2 separate regions of the Anser cygnoides genome follow, and region 2 is linked to region 1. A link is a contact called in public Hi-C data. All regions are on one chromosome and are shown on one strand. Each heading gives the region's core, a stretch centred on a gene start, on an enhancer-like site or on the middle of the called end of the contact. The rest is flanking DNA. Distances are from core to core; before and after follow the strand shown.

Evidence for each region. Hi-C and Micro-C count contacts between places; a contact is called where the count stands out from the background.
Region 2: a contact with region 1 is called in a Hi-C map of fetal liver, with 2.3 times the contacts expected there. The contact joins the promoter of PCSK7 here to the promoter of ZPR1 in region 1. A contact is called at or near these places in 3 of 7 Hi-C or Micro-C datasets (fetal liver and liver).

The regions. Positions count from the first base shown.
Region 1 is chr21:3,020,372-3,025,764 of Taihu_goose_T2T_genome, forward strand. It overlaps ZPR1 (ZPR1 zinc finger), which reads right to left and starts at 3,054. Exons shown (of 14, transcript XM_048063526.2): 1 at 2,869-3,054; 2 at 2,618-2,779; 3 at 2,108-2,198; 4 at 1,871-1,941; 5 at 1,596-1,682; 6 at 1,388-1,510; 7 at 1,137-1,190; 8 at 970-1,036; 9 at 697-767; 10 at 42-131. The coding sequence starts at 3,006. LOC125182720 (apolipoprotein A-IV) reads right to left here. Exons shown (of 3, transcript XM_048063216.2): 3 at 5,179-5,393. The coding sequence ends at 5,252.
Region 2 is chr21:3,155,129-3,160,521 of Taihu_goose_T2T_genome, forward strand. PCSK7 (proprotein convertase subtilisin/kexin type 7) reads right to left here and starts at 2,076. Exons shown (of 16, transcript XM_066981148.1): 1 at 1,943-2,076; 2 at 725-1,219; 3 at 217-351. The coding sequence starts at 1,207. It overlaps RNF214 (ring finger protein 214), which reads left to right and starts at 2,085. Exons shown (of 15, transcript XM_066981149.1): 1 at 2,085-2,230; 2 at 2,307-2,556; 3 at 2,662-2,721; 4 at 3,566-3,706; 5 at 4,391-4,530. The coding sequence starts at 2,148.

The DNA of each region.
Region 1 (5,393 bases), core at 1,804-4,303:
CAGTCAACAAGCAGGCGGGCAGGTATCCGAAGGCTCTTCACCTTTAGGATGTCTCTTGTCATGTCCGAAGGATCTGTAATCCGAAGGGTAATCCTGGTGCCCTGGGGTTCTATCGCTCCTCCAGACTTCACCTAGGAACACCTGGCAGTCAGTGGCCCCGACTTTTTTACTGGTCAGGCCATAGTTTATATAGAAGTCAGGCCATGACGCCCTCAGAGGGGCTGCTCTGGCAGCTCTGAGCTCGCAGTGCCAAGGCTGCACCAGACGCAGGGACAGCCCCTTACACTTAGGGAACTCAGGCAGGTTTGGAGCTCGATGACCCTCTTTCACTAAACGCAGCTCTTCTGTACAGAACTCTCTTCCCTCATTTGGGGAACTCAGGAGCCTTCCAGCAAGTTGAACAGACCCAGCCTAACCTCGCTGTACGCGTCAGCTTCAGCACAGCTTGCAGGTGATCTGGCCCCCACCCATAAGCAAGTCAGTTTTTCAGCTTTATGCTCAGTGCAGTGCACTTCATCAATGTACCTCATGAGACAGACTGTGAGCCCAGCCTCCCTGCTTGGCTTGCCCAAACTGCTGCGTTTTGAGCAGTGTGAAACACTGGCAGGGAGTCTGAGAAACATCTATCCATAAAAGAACAGAAGAACTCCCCCCAACACACAAAAAGAAGAAGAGCTCCATAGTTTACCAGCTCACCTCATTTGTCCTGTGCCCACAGGAGTCACAGTTTGTGGCCATGATAATCACTTCCTTGAAGTGGGGGATTTCTGGAGCAGGCAGTCAAGGAAAATTCAACAATAGAAAAATCTCAAAGTGGCCTGTGCCCTCTGCTAGATATCATTTATTCATGCCTTATGGATGCAGCAGAATAGGTCTAGGGCAGCACACAAAGCAACCCTCACCCTGGCCTTTGCACAGACCCCAGCAGACGCCACCAGCCTGACCCCCGTGCTGTCACTCACAGGATACGCACTAGCTTCATGTTTGTGTTAGCTGGAGCGTTGCACTCGGGGCAGTTGGTGTTGAACTGCAGTACCTAGATCAAAGGAACAAAAAGGGCAGTCAGGGAGTATCAGCCAGCCCCATGTACCAGAGTCACCTCGACACAGTCGTCATGAGATTGCAAAGTCACCCACCTCATTCCTCAGATCCTCTGCAGAATCAGCTGGCTTCTCATCCAACTCCTCTCCCTGCAACAGGAGAGGCCAGAAACAGCATTAACTTCTACCTGCACCTGCCTTTTCATTTGGGGTCTCCCAGGCAGCGAGGGACAGAGGAGTGCATGCCCAGGCCATGTGGCCTCACACGTGCAGAAAGCTGACACCACACCACCAGCGATGGGGAGGGCACAGCCGGCCAGGAAGGGAGCACAACACCCCCACGTTACCTCAATCCCCAGCATGGCAGCCTGCTGGGGAGTCCTCTTGTAATGAGTAACCACAAGAGCTTCATCCTTCTGTGGTGCATAGGGGTTCTCCACAAAGCTGTTCCCTGAAGGATCATCTATGATCTACAGCAGAAGAGAGCCAAAGAAAGCCTTAGGAAGCCAGCCCACACTTCCAACAGAATCGGTCTGCCCTTCTGCACATACTTACAAATGTGAAGGGGGAATGTACTTCTTTTAGCTGCTTTAATTTACCAATGAACTCATCTATTTTACTTGCCACCTCTTTGTCTGTTGCCTGCAAAGAGAGGGACACATTTGAGAGTGACGTCAGGGGTAACCCAGAGCTGAAGATGATGCTGTCAATAGAACAAACCAGAGCCTGATACGCTTCTAATCAGCAGAGTGGAGAGCCAATAGGTAGGGGAGCAACAAAGTAAGCATGTACCAAATCTCTAAAGAGATTCCTCTTTCACAGCATCTTACCCAGCGGACAGGCTGGTCCTGCTCCAGGCCCGCAACAGCTCTGTCAATTATGCCTTCAATGGTGGTAAGAACTTGAAAGGGAGAGAAAACAGAAGCATCGGCAGCATTAAGTACACCACAGCAGTGGTGCTGGCCCTGCCAGCTCGCACTGACCACACGCACAGACACGAGGCCGGCTCCTCACACTGCCTTGGAGGTGATGGAGGCATGCAAAGGGGGCGCAGGCGCCATACCCACCTCCTTTCTGGGAGAAGGCAGGGATCTCAAAGTCCAGCTCTGGAATCCGAGTCGTGGCGCAGTCAGTCTTCACAACCTCCCTGTTCATGTCCTGCACGCGACAGTTCACGATCGCCACGAGCACCCTGCGCAGGCCCAGCACCTCCCACACCCTGCCGAGCACGCCGGGGCACGCAGCTCTCCCGGAGCAGCAGCCTTAGCCCCGGGCCAGCTCCAGCAGCCTCCCCGCTTGCTGTGGCGCACGGCCGGGACGCCACGCTTGGAGCTGGGGTTTCGGGGACCGCTCAGCGCCCAGCTCAACCCCTGCCCCCCCCACCCGAGGGGCAGCCTCCTCACAGCCCCGGCGAGGCCGGCGGACGCCCCTCATCACAGCAGGGCACGCATGGAGAGCCCCGCACCGCCGCGGCCGCGCGCTCAGCGCCACGCCACCGTTACTGCCGTCACGGCCCGGGGCTCAGCGCTGCGCTCCCGGCAGGATGAGGCCCGGCGCGGGACAGGGGCGCCGCTCACCTGCCGGGAGGCCACGGCCAGGGCGTAGCGCACGCCGCGCTCCTGGATGCTGCCGGCCGCCTGGATCTCGGCGTCGGCCCAGCCGCAGGCCCCGCAGGAGAAGGAGCTGACGATGAGCTCCCTGAAGAACGGCACCCGGGTCAGCAGCAGCCGCGTCACGCCCTGCAGCGGGGCACGGTGAGGTGCGGGGGCCGCTCCCGGCCCCGCCGCCGCCGCCACCACCGCCCCCCGGCCGCCCCCCGGCGCCTCACGTTGCGGTGGCACTTCATGCACAGCGACTCGATCTCCGCCGGCCGCTGCTCGCCGTCCTCGGCGCCCACGGGGCGGAACAGGGCGGCCGCGGCCCCCCCCGGCCCGGCCCCGGCCTCCGCCGCGCCCAGCGCCGACATCTTGCGGCACGGCGCGGCCCGCACCGCGCCTGCGCGCCGGGCCGCCACGTGAGGGCGGGGACACGTTGTGGGGGGGGGGGGCGGCCACGTGAGGGCGGGGCCACGTGGGGAAGGGGGAGGGAATCGGGGGAAGGCGGGCGGGGCGGCGCGTCTGTTATGAATGGCCGCGCCCGGGAGGCCACGCCCACTGGGCGGTGGCCACGCCCCCTCCTCGTGGCCCCGCCTCCTCCCACGCGTGTCCGAGTCTCCCCGCGGCCCCCGCAGAGCGCGTGGAGCCGAGGAGGAGGAGGAGGGGGAGGAGGGGGAGGAGGAAGGCAGGGCTTCGCGGAGCAGCCTGCAGAGCCCGGGGACGGCCGCCCCCAGCAGGACGTGGGGCCCGGGTGAAAATCGCCCAAACGTGGGCCCGGGTGGGGGTGCTCTGGGCGGGGGCAGGCGGCCCCCCCGGCAGCGCTGGGTCTGTGGGCTCCTGCCGGTGGCTCAGCGAGTCACGGAACACCCCGGGGACACGGACACGGACACGGACAGGGCAGCACGCGGATATCACGGGACGGGTTCAGGGCACCCTGTGAATCCACCCCCTGAGCCGCGTGAGCAGGGACGGCCGGGGGGGGCTGCTCCTTCACCCCCTGCCTGGCTCTGGGCCGCCCCCCTGCCGCGGGCAGCCTGGGGTAACCGTGGCACCCACCCGGCAGGGAGGCCAGGAGGGTGAGCAGACGCGCAGCCTTCGGGGTCATGATCTGCGGGGTGATCCAGCAGCAGTGGAGCTGTAGGAGAAGGAGAAAAGGAGGCGTCAGCTCGTGCCGCAGCTCCTGTCCCTTCGGTCCTGCATCGCGCTCCCCAGGCACACCGGGGTAACGTCGGTCCCCAGGGGAGCTGCGAGGCGAGGCCGGCCGTGCTCTCCTGGGGACGAGGCGTCCCAGGGCCGGGCGGCTCCCTGCCCCTTACCTGGCCGCTGCTCACCTCCCGCATCCCCCGTGCGGGGTGCCCGGCACGGGCTCACTTCATACGGGCGCCCACGGGAGGCAGAAGAGCCCGGCGATAAGCGCATCGGCAGCGGGAGACCTTTTGGACCTCACGCCATGTAAATGCAACGTGGAGGTTCACCGGCGTGCCTGAGGCATGACGTGAGTGCAGGCATCTGACCACCGCCTGCCCGCGCATCCATGCCCCGCGCCAGCCCGGACCCCCGGCCGGCCAGCCTCAACCCCCCCGGGCTGCAGCCCCGAGCCCACCCGCTCCCTGAGCATCCACACCTGGGGACCACAAAACCCCAGCCCTGGCAGGGTTCGCCCATTTCTTTTAGAGATTTTCCCCCAGTGAAAAACACGTCCGTGTCCTCAGTCCGGCTCTTGTCCCCGTGAAGAGCGGCTGCTCCGAGAGGGGCAGGAGAGCCCCGGTGCCAGCCAGGCAGGGGCTGCTGCGGGCGGCTCCCCCCCGGCCGCTCACCCGGGCTGCTGACACCGGGCTTTGAGTGTTTGCTCTGAAGCAACCCAGCAAACAGGGGCGGGAGCAGACCTGCTGCAAGAGGCACCTCTGGGGCTGCCTCGCACCGGTTGGGCTGGGGGCCAGCACCCGCTGCGTCTCCGTGCGCCTTGGGCAAAGTCCGGCACGCGGAGTGAGGCCCCAGGGGACTCCTCCGGTGCCCACATCCCCCCTGCTCCCGTGCCCCTGCAACAACCCCGAGCACCCCGAGGTGCTCTGCTGGTGGAGCCACTGCGAGGTGTCCCCATCGTGTCCGGGTACCGGAGGGGCTTGGGGCTGGTCGTCCCTCTGGGGACATGGGACCGGAGCAGGGGGCCCTGGTGCTGCAGAGAGCCTGCTGGTGAGGCCCGGGGCGCCCAGCCCCTGCCATGGCAGTGGCTCCAGCGGGGATGCTCGGCGTTATGCCTCCCCCTCCGGAGCCCCGGGGGAGCCCAGGTGCCACAGAGACACTGCAGCACCGTGGTGCAGTGACGCCCCAGGCTCAGCCCCCGTGTGGGGGCAGCCAGCCCTGGCTGGTGTGCTCACCTGGCAGAAAGGTTCCTGGCCCCCACACAGCACCCGCAGCCTGCCCTGGCCCCCTCCCAGCCCCACGTCTGTCCCCGGGCCCAAATCCAGAGGTGAGGCCAAGAAACACCCGGGGGGTTTCGGGACAGCAGGGTGCAGGGGGAAGGATGGACACAGACCACCAGGTGCATCACAACGCGCCAGTTTATTTCTGCCACGCGGAGAAGCCCTGAATGCTACTGGGGGAGGGAGGGGGGGCTCAGCTCTCTGCCTGCTCTGTGGTGCTGAGGAAGGTGGCCACCTTCTCCCGCACCTCCTTCTCCAGCAGGTCCAGGTGGTCCTCCACCCCCGCGGTGCCCGACTCCAGCTTCTGCCGCATCTCCTCCAGCCGCTGCACCAGC
Region 2 (5,393 bases), core at 826-3,325, 130 kb after region 1:
CATCCAAGCAGCCACCTACCAGGGGAGCACGGGAATACAAGTGCCGGTAACCCTGCAGCTCGGGTGCAAAGCCCCTGGCCAAGCCTAGGGCAACATCGTGGGCCAGGCTCTGCTGAGCTCTCGCACACTGGAGGCCTGGGTGAGTTGTGTCCCCGCGCCCAGCCGCCTGCTGTCCATCTGTCCCTCGCCCCGTCCCTTGGCAGAACCGGCACTCACGTAATTTGGCTGTATGTCTTTGATGGTGTGCTCCACACCGTCGTCCACCACCACCACCGTCACGCCGCGCCCCGTCACGTTCCGCTCCCACACGCCGGTGACGTTGATGTCCTTCCCGGGGCTCTTGCGGTTGTTCTAAGCACCAGAAAGGACAGTGAGAGCAGAGCACGAGCAGGGCAGCGGGTCTGCCCCGAGGACAGGGGCTCCGAGACCTTTCGTGCGCTCTGGCTACGAAGCACGGGACCAGGGCAAGGCTGGGAGTGATGGTCACTAAAGGTTCGCGCAGGCCACTAGGCAGAGTGCTCCCAGCACGTGGCCAGCACTGGGCAGGATGCTGCCTCCTCCCGTTATCATGGCGAGCACGAGGAGGGCAGGGCAAGCTCTCGGCCTGCTTCCTCCTGGCTGCAAGGAGAGATAGTCGCTGCTTTGCCCACCACGTGACAGCTCGCTTGTAACCACACAAAGGGCCCGAGATCGCTGGCGAGACTGGAGCAGGAAAACCACTCACCAGATGCCACTGCTGGGGGTATTTGGGATCATTAAAGTGCAGGCTGCGTTTGGAGCGTTTCAGAAGCTTCTGTTCCGAATGCCACCGCACGCTGTCATGCTGTGCAAACAAAGTGTCCACCGATCTCCTTATTGCTTCGTGTTCGGGCGTCGTGTGGCTGTCGGGCTGGTAGGCGAAGAGGTAATGGCCCTTGAGCTCCCCGATGCGGCCCATGTTCACCAGCCCCGCAGTCCGGGCCAGCTCTTCTGCCTGCTGCTCCAGTTCCTCCTCCGGCACGTCCAGGCTGACAGCCCACGCCAGCTTGCCGTGCCCGTGCGCCGTGCCCCGGCCGTCAGCGCCGGCAGCGAGCTCTGTGCCGGAGGCGAGTCCGTGCGGCAGCACGAAGGGGATCCAGGCTGCGCTCAGCCAAAGGCACGTGTGGATACAGCGCGTGGCCTCCATCCCGGCACTCCATAGCGGCGCCCTCCGCTTCCGATGCGGCATCAGACAGGCAGGCTGCAAAGAGCAAAGCAAACAGACGGTGAGAGGCTCAGCCACGGCTCCCCAGGAGCCCAGGGTTCGCCGCCGATCCCCCGATCCCCTCCCAGGACAGCAGCAGCGCACGGTGCGGGCACGGACCCTGTGCCGCCAGGCCTCGGGGCCCTCCCGGTGAGGCAGCACGGGGAGAGCCGCCGGTTCCCCGGGCTGTGCTCGGGCCTTGCGTGGCGGGGCCGTCAGGGTCCCCCCGCGCCCCGGCTGTCCCCCGGGGAGCACCCGCAGCTTCCTCCTGCCGCCAGGGCCCAGCCCGCGCCGCAGAAAGCCGAACAGAAGCCGCCGGCACCCGGCTCCCCCGGGACAAACCCTGCGGGAAGCGCCCCGCCGCCCGCACCCCGCTGCCTCCTGCGGGCCCCGGGGGTCGCACCGAGCCCCCTGCCCGCCGCCGCCACCGCCTCCCCGGGGCTCCCCCCCCGCACCTCACGGCGGTCACCTCGGCCCCCCCCCCCCCCCGGCCTCCCGCCCCCCCCGGCCCGGTGTCCCGGTGTCCCGGTGTCCCGGTGTCGGGCTCCCGCCGGCCCCGAGCCCTCCGCCCTCCTCCCCGCTCGCTCCCAGGCCCGGGGCCAAAGTCCGCGGCGGCGTGGCCGGCCGGGAGCCTGCGGCGGCCCCAGCGGGACGGACGGCGCTGGTACCGGGGGGGGGGGGCGGTAGGAGGGCCGCCGGTCCCCGCCGGTCCCCGCTCACCGGGCATGGGCCGGCGGCGGCCGCCGGTGCCGCTCCGCTGCCGGTGCCCGCGGCCGCTGACAGCCCCGCCCGGCCTCCGCTCCGCCAGAGGGCGGCCGCCGCTCCACCGCTGCCCCGCCGGCGCCGGCGGCGGAAGGGGCGGCCCGGGGCGGGCGGAGCGGCGCCGCGCCGAGCCCAGCCCCGGCCCCGGCTCCCAGCCCCAGCCATGGCCCTGGAGCGGGCTCAGGCCGAGGGCCCCGCCGCCGCCCCGCGCCTCAGCGAGCCCGGCCCCGCCGCGCCGCCCGCCAGGTGGGCCCCGGGGGGCCGGGCGGGGCGGGCCGGGCCGGGCCGGGCGGCGCCGTGACCGCGTGTTTGTTCCGAGCAGCGCCGAGAGCCGCGGCGAGGCGGCGGCCGGAGGAGACGCGGAGACCGCGGCGGCCCCCGGCGAGGCCCCGGTGCCGTCGGGGGGCGAGGGGGCGGCGGCGGAGGACGAGGAGGAGGAGGAGGAGGACGGGGAGGAAGGCCCGGGCCCTGGCGGCGGCCCCCCCGAGGCCGGCGGGCAGCGCGGAGGGGCGGCGGAGGAGCCCGAGCCCGAGGCGGCCCCCGCGAAGCCGTCGCAGAACATCGCGGTGCAGGTGGGGGCTGCGGGGCCGGCCCCGGCCCGGTCCCCGCCGGCGTTCCCCGGGGGGTCGTCGGGGCTGGCCGGGCCGCGGCTTAACGGGGTCCGTGTGCCTTTGCAGACCGACTTCAAGACGGCCGATGTGGACGCCAGCACGGATCAGGACATCGAGAAGAACTTGGTGGGTGCCGAAGCCCCGCGGACGGTCCCGGTCCTCCCGTCTGCGGTCCTGCTGGGCAGCTCGGCTGGGCCGCTGGTGCCTTGGGAGCCCGTGTTCTCTGAGCACGGGGGACGAAAAGGCTCTTGGGGCGCTTCCACGGTCAGCAAAAATGACCCGAATTCTGAACCGCTGCAGAGCAGTGGTGGTGGGGATGGCGTTTGTGGTATTTGGCAGCTCTAGCGTGTGCTATAGTTAATATGCGACCAAGAAAGATCACCCCGGCAATTCAGCGGACAGCTGATATGAATCTTGGTCTCTCTCTGGCTGCTCAGCAAGTGAAACGCCCCTGCTTTGTTTCTTTCTAAACATCTTGTTTACAAAACAAAACCATTCCCACCCAAGCAGTGGATTTTCATTATTTGCGTACCAAATCATCCCAGAGAGTTGGGAGAAGCTTAAAAATGTTCACAGGACGTCCCAGAGCAAAGTTTTATAGCGATGTGCTGGTAAAGGAAGTAGCCGGAGGCAGGGCTATTCCTGGCGCTAGGCATCCTGATGCTGGCTCCCCTGCCCTTCCCACAGGATGTTTTTTCTCATTTAAATGCCAGCCTCGGCCTTCTTGAGCTGTCCTCTTTAGCAGGGGAAATGTAGTGGTAGCTGCAGCTCCAGGCAGTGCCTCCTTCTTCTTCTCTGACCTAGGGAGTCTGAGCTTTGAAAGTGGGAGCCAATAATGTGGCTCTTGACGATATCAACCTTGGCATCCAGTGGGCTTTCACACACTGCTGAGCTTTCCTGCTTGCATCCGTGCTGTCTCTGGTGTGAGGGAAAGGGAAGGTTCTCCCTGAATTTCTGCTCTCCCCTGCAGGACAAGATGATGTCTGAGAGGGCTTTGCTGAAGGAACGTTACCAGGAGGTGCTGGACAAACAGAGGCAAGTGGAGAACCAGCTACAGGTACAGCTTAAGCAGCTCCAGCAGCGGAGGGAGGAAGAGATGAAGAACCACCAGGTATTTAGCCGAGTCTTCTTCCTGTGTAACCTGCCCCTTAGCCCTACGCGATGAAGGTGGGCTGATTTGACCTCGTGTGCCCATGCAAGCACATTTTGTAGCATTAAGGATAGTTCCCTGCCCAAATCTGGATGCTGAGCCTGAGCAGTTCAGAAGTAAGTTATAGTACAGCATTTTACGTATATATCTGTTCCTGCTGGCGATCTTGCAGCATCTCTTCAACAAGCACAGGAGCTTTTCCCCATGAGTGCTGGCCGGGTGAGCAGTGTGAAGTGAGGAGAACTAACTCCACAGCATTATTTAGATCTCTGTAGCCACTGCTCACGGATCCCTAGCTTAAATAAGAGATTTGCAACTAGCTCTGCGGTGGCTCAGGTTAGGATAAAAGGAACCATCGGTGGTGTATTGCCTAGAAGTAGAGTAGGGAGCAGGAGAAGGAGTGCCCCAAAGTTCTTCTAAGGAGACAGGAGAACACGTAGTTCAGACTTTCTGTCTGTCTCCTGTGTTTCCTCGTGATAACCTCTATGAATCACGTCTAGATCTACTAAAAAGAAAGATTCCGATGACGCGTGTAATCTCATAATCTCTCTTCAATTTTGTTAAGATATTAATGGATTTAAAAACAAAGAAAAGCATTCCTTGGGAATTTTGCTCTTCATTTGTGCGATGCTTATGTTACTCTAGGAGATCTTGAAAGCAATTCAGGATGTTACAATCAAGCGAGAAGAGACAAAGAAGAAGATGGAGAAAGAGAAGAAAGAATTCCTGCAGAAAGAGCAGGATCTGAAAGCAGAAATTGAGAAACTCTGTGAGAAAGGCAGAAGGTATTAATATGAAAAAACAAGTATTTTTTTAGGAAGAAAAGTGTAAGTTAACTTCGATGTATATCTGATCAAGTAAAAGAGGATCACTTGAAACTTTTTGGAAGCGGCAAGTATTTTGCTGAGCATTTCAGGACGGGCCTGTGCAGTTTTGAGTGGATTCAACTACAGCAGAGCAGCTTTTGTATACAGACGATCTCAAAGTGAAATTCCGGGCAGCAGGTTGTTCTACCTGTTAGATATTCGTATGGACAGAACTTGGCAAAGATAACCTGCTGTTCTGCTGGGCTCTGCTGCGTCTTTGTGAGTCCAGAGCCTTTCAGCAGGGGGCAGGACTGTTCAGTTACGGTGTCAGGGTTAGGGTCTTGTTGTTTTCTGTTGTACATTTCTTGGTTTCTTGTTAAGTTTCCCTCTTAAGCAGCCTACCTATACCTAATGGTTTGAAAGACTCGGCTGTGGTCAGACTTTGCTGTGAGGTAGGCAGCATGCTCTGTGCGAAGAGTCTTGCTGGTTTCAGAGGGGTTCTAAAGCAGGCAATGTGATTCCTTTGCAAAGAGCCTAGGGTTCCTTTGCATGGTGAATTTGTGCTTTTATAGAGCCATTCTGACATGTCTTCAAGGTCTGATTTTTTTTAGTTTTAATTTTTAATTTGAGGGCTCAGTGACTTTTTGGATAAACCGTTTTAGTAACGGCTCCAAGTGCTCAGCCTGCTTCCCCCCTGAAGGGACTGTTGCAAAGTACGTGTCGGAGTGGCACAGCTCTGTGGTGGGCTCAGGTTAAATGCTACAGTCGTTGTGCAGTGTCATGATACAGCAAAATTGTTGCTTGTGAGGATGTTGGTGATTGAACTATTCAATACGTGTTTG